Regions from separate parts of the Mus musculus genome. Here region 2 is linked to region 1. Evidence: chromatin contacts called from public Hi-C data. All regions are on one chromosome and are shown on one strand. The core of a region is the stretch at or near the end of the contact, and the rest is flanking DNA. Distances in the headings are between cores, read along the strand shown. Region 1 has its middle 26 kb from the start of Gm37548. Region 2 has its middle 59 kb from the start of Gm35756.

What was found. A called contact is a pair of places that touch in the nucleus more often than the background predicts.
Region 2: a contact with region 1 is called in a Hi-C map of cortical neurons, with 2.6 times the contacts expected there. The contact joins two enhancer-like sites. A contact is called at or near these places in 1 of 39 promoter capture datasets (hippocampal neurons) and 6 of 484 Hi-C or Micro-C datasets (cerebral cortex, cortical neurons, frontal cortex and 1 more).

Annotation. Positions count from the first base shown.
Region 1 is chr3:50,914,002-50,916,582 of GRCm38.p6, forward strand. No RefSeq gene overlaps it. Among named protein-coding and RNA genes, the nearest start is that of Gm37548, 26 kb to the left of the region's middle. Within about 2 kb of position 1,305, at least 24 of the 459 cell types and tissues checked have an H3K27ac peak or open chromatin away from gene starts, as enhancers often do. A contact at or near this core is called in cortical neurons and hippocampal neurons, where this site is marked.
Region 2 is chr3:50,982,995-50,985,575 of GRCm38.p6, forward strand. No RefSeq gene overlaps it. Among named protein-coding and RNA genes, the nearest start is that of Gm35756, 59 kb to the right of the region's middle. Within about 2 kb of position 1,302, at least 52 of the 459 cell types and tissues checked have an H3K27ac peak or open chromatin away from gene starts, as enhancers often do. A contact at or near this core is called in cortical neurons and hippocampal neurons, where this site is marked.

The DNA of each region.
Region 1 (2,581 bases), core at 55-2,554:
GACTCTGTGTGCTGTGTGTGTGTGTGTGTGTGTGTGTATGTGTGTGTGTGTACATGTGCCAGTGCATATGGAGGCCACAGAACAGCTTTGGGTTTCAAAAGCCTTCCACTACTTTTTAAGACAGGGTCTCACTGACCTGAAGCCCACTAACCAAGCTACGCTGGCGAACCCAGGAGTCCCAGGAATGAACCTGTCTACCTCCCCAACAAAGCTGGGATTATACTACACCCGACTTTTTTTTACACAGCTTCTGGGGGTTGGACTTGTGTCCTATGGTTGCATACACTCTACCAACTGTGCCTACACTTTACCAACTGAGCCATCTACCTGTCGGTTACTTAGGCATGCCTGAAGTGTTGAGAGAAAAAGGCTTGCTCTATAGCCCACTCTACGTTTTCCCATAAACCCCTGTCGAGTTACTGATCATCAGGTCTTAAGCAGAGAGAGCGAGTCTTACAGGTTCAGGCACAGATAAAACCAGTTCTCCATCCTCTCTGGCTCCTGCATCACCACGTAACAATCACCTCTTCAAAGTTCTTGACCCCCACCCAATCTGAGGTGCTCCAGCTAGCTCAAGGGGGAGCAGAGAAAGCAAGACTTACGTAAAAAGAGAAACATGGCTCTCTGGCAATCAAGACTGCCACACAGCAAGGCAAGATTTCAAAAGCCTGTGCATGCACTACTGAAGCAAATCCAGGATGGCTTCTGTGCCCAATGCCCTTGTCCCTGCTTTAACAAAGGTGGGCCTGTCCCTCGACCCACATTATGCAGGGAAAAGAGATTTATACAAAGGATCGCCTATTTGCCACTTCTTCATTCTATTACAGGCGGGAGCAGAGGCTGACACCCACAAGGACCCTTTCCAGCCAGGGATTATATATCATGCCATAGAAATACAGAAAAGACAAATTATCCTGAGATCATCACGCTTCCATTGACCTGCTCAAGGTTTAAACCCATCTGCAATTAGATGCCGTAGCCACAGATCTGCAGGCGGCTTAAATCGTCAGCAACGGGCTGTAATCCTGGGGAAACAGAACAGGGTGGATTTTTATGGGTATCTAAGTTTGGATTCCGTGGGTCTGATTTTGATTCGTGGGAGGTTAGTAATCTGCTCTTGTTACCCAGATCCTCCTCAGTTTCTGAGGTATTTATAATATGATATCTAACTCAGGCTTGAAACACTCATGAAAATTAACGGCATTATTTTTAAAAAATGTAACCGGGGAGAGAGATGGCGAGGGAAAGCGGTGTGACGTGACAAAGGCTCATCACTCTCGCACATCCACCAGAGAGTTCGCCCAGCTGCTGTGACTGATGAATCTCACAGCTGCTAATGTGCCCACTCTTTGGTCAGACCTGCCTTTCTAACGTGGAGACTTATTAAGAAATCTATTTTACTGCCTGCTATAATAGGAGAAATTGAAAATCTATCCACAGTGGGAGCATAGATGTTTTATTTATTTTAACACTTAAAAAGCATAAGCCACCTGATGTGAAGATTTGGGGGCATAGTAGAAATGGCCACCATGCTAATGATCACCATGGTGGCGGCGGCGGCTGCTGCTGCTGCTGCTGCTGCTGCTGCTGCTGCTCTGCTGCTGCTGCTGCTGCTGCTGCTGCTGCTGCTGCTGCTGCTGCTGCTGCTGCTGCTGCTGCTGCGTCTTCTTCTTCTTCTTCTTCTTCTTCTTCTTCTTCTTCTTCTTCTTCTTCTTCCTCTTCTTCTCCTCCTCCTCCTCCTCCTCCTCCTTCTCCTTCTCCTTCTTTTTCTTCTTCTCCTTCAATAATGTGTCCCCTCCTAGGCACTTCCTATGTGTGTACCATTGTTGTGAACACATTACCTCATACTTCACCCATTGAGCAGGTTAGAGCACAGACAGGCATACAGCTGACACTGGCTGACCTACAGAGTTTGAACCCCACACCCATTATCCATCTGATATACTACTTGGTTTACACTGATAATTCTGAGAGGCAGACAGACAGACAGACAGACAGGCAAGCAAAGAGAGAGAGAGAGAGAGAGAGAGAGAGAGAGAGAGAGAGAGAGAGAGAGAGAGAAGAAACCCATTAGATCATGACAATCATGCCCCTGGAACATTAACTATGCTTTAAATACCTTCATTTATGAGTTTAATAAAAAGCCAGCTAGGTGAGTTCTAAGTCTATACTATAAAAAGATGGATTTGTCCAAACATCCCCAAAATATGACTGCAGACTCTTAAAAGGAAAGAAGAATTGTCTGTTCAGAGCACAAGGACATCAGTGTGTTCCCCCAGCGAGACAAGTCTGCATCCCGTCTTCAAAGAACACACACAGCTTCTTCTGGCCAGAAGATCTGATTTCTTCACCATGTCAGAGTGAAGCCAACTTCATCTCAGGGCCAGAAGAGAAGTAACAGTGGTGGACAAATCCACAATACTGTGGTATTCTCCTCCCATGGAAATTAGGTCTGCCAAATGGTCCATAGCGAAACACTGCCCACCTCAGTAATTCCCAAGGCTGATCTTCCAGAGGTCAGCGTGGCACCTGAAGGGCAACATTGAGCAAGGAATCAGAATGTATGTGCGATGTGGGTTAA
Region 2 (2,581 bases), core at 52-2,551, 69 kb after region 1:
ATCAAAATCAAGGGCCACATATCACCCGAGTTATTGGGATGAAAGACAAAATACATCCTTTGTTCTCTCTCTAGAAGAGTATTTCAAATAATCACGGCAATAAATCTGATTTTCAAAATACCCCAAAATAGATTTGGCTTCCTCAAGAGTAGAATGACTATGGGTTTGGCTTTCCCGGAGCAGTTGTGGGCATTTTTCCAATGTGCGATTTTTTCCAGTGTACAAATATTCCTTTTTAAACATTTTCATCAGCCTATGAATATTCTTACTTATCAGGTCAGCTTGTAGAACTGTGTCAGTCTGCACTCTCTGCCTGCAGCTTGCACATCTGCTCTTGATTTACACAGGGAATGGCGGGTTATCAGCAGGGTGAGTTCAGCTCTAATCTGCTGCCTGACATAAGGCCATAACCCTCTGAAACACCTCAGCATACACATGGCCCAGTAAAACAGCATTCATTCAAATGGCGCCTTCTCTGAATCCAACCTGAAATTTAACGTGAGCAAAATTTTATGAGGTGCCTATTGTGTTCCTGTAGGGTCAGTAGAAGAGCCACGGAAAGTCTTGCTTAAGAAGCAGACTGGATAGGGCAGCTCAGAGGTAGCGTGTGTGCTTAGCATGCACAGACCCTGGGTTCAGTCCTCAGCATCAAGAAAAAAGAAGACAGAGGAGAAGTAGGAGGAAGAGGAGGAAGAAGAGGAGGAGGAAGAGAAAGAGGAAGAGGAAGAAAACACACATGGAAGAAATAGAGGCAAGTAAACACCCGGGCAGATAAAGGACCAAAACTGCAACTTTCAAAGAAATCCTGAAGTCTTTTTTAAATGCCAGAAATCAGGCCACAAGCATCAAACAAGGACAAAAACTGAAAGTAGAATTTCTTTTCCTTAATCTATTGAGAAGACATGACAAGTTTTGACACTGAGAAGAAATGACATAAATGTGACAACCTCAGACCCTTAACACAGAAAACTTGAAGTAAAAACTTGTGCCAGAGAGACAGATGGAACACATCACTCAGTCCCAGCATCCTAAAATACACGGAGCCTTTGCACACCATCCCTCCGAACCATGAAAGCAACATCATTTAACACAATCATTAAATGCAAGAGCCATAACATGCATAACAACCATGTGTAGGTGATAGCAGCCTGCTGGAAAAACACCCAGGACATCTCAGACTCCGCTGGCAGACTGAACAAAGAGAGCTTCACACGACTCCCACACAGTGCTGGAAAACGCAGTGATCCACGGAAAGCAATTGAGGAAAGATGACAAGCCCCAGCTTAACATCATCCAGCAAGCTCACGATCAGGAATAACTCAACTGAGAATGGCAATCTCTGTGCCCACGGATCGAGCACAGGCTAACCGTACAGACGGAGGGTACAAAGGAGGGAGGCCTAAGTGGTCATTTTGAGGACAAGATATGCCTCTTCTAGGGGTCTCCAAAATCGAGCATTTTTGAAATGAAATGTTATCTGTGAACAAGCCATTACAGCCCAGGACAGCATCAGCTAACAAAGCCTGAAGGCCAGTGAGGCCACCTTCTCAGCCTGTTTTATTATCTGTTGCCACTGTTGCTATGACAACTTTTCAGAGGCTTTATTGAAGACCAAGAAAAACCTCTACAGGCACTGATCTTGTCTGCAGGACATGAAAGAGCTGGTCAGTTTGGTGAAGGTTAAATGGTCAGGGCAGCTCACAAACACTGCTTAGGAGCCTTCTATCTCCAATTTCAAAAATTGTCTGAAATATTCACTTATATTGTCACAAAAGTATATAAAAGGTTCTTTATAAACCTTAATATAATAATTCCACAGAACCCCCCAAAGACTACCCTTTCTGATTCCTAGACTCAAGATGAAGTTTTCTCCTGTCTCAGCATGGGCATCCCAAGTGGAAAGAAGATTTTGTTTGTTTGCTCGTTTGTTTGCTTGTTTGGTATGTCGGTTTCTTGGACCACTTGGCATTCAACCTCATGAGAAGGAGACCTTTGATGCAGAAAACCAAAATGGAGCTCAGAAAGTCCCCCATGTCTCCGTGGGTCAAGGACATGCAGCCCAAGTAAAACAGAGCAGGAAGAACATCTCCTTGTGGCCCCGTTCTAGCAAGAACCATGCTGACTCCCCTCTGCGATTATTTACTTCCCACCTTCCCCAACGTGGTGCTCGTGATAATTGCTAACTTTGTGAGATGTCGGAACACGGCCACTTATGTAAAGCAAAGTGCCTTTCGACATTTATGAAGTGCAGATTCTCTATAAATACAGGAGAGTGCTAATCACCCAAGCACCCCTAGGCACAGTAGATCAATACTGAAGATGAATACTCCTCTTTCATTGAAATTCAGAAGGAAAAAAAATCCATTTGTTACCTCTCTGATAAACTAGCACACTCTGTAACTTGCCAAATAAAATTTAAGATCAGAGCTTATTGCTCAGACACAGAAATTTGGGGAAGAAAACAATCATGGGTCAACGTGAACTATATCCTCTCCCCGTCTAGATCTATAGAGAGATATATGAGCACAAGCACTTTTGGAGAGAGAGAGCAACGGCAAGCCTGTCACTCACCTTGTGACCT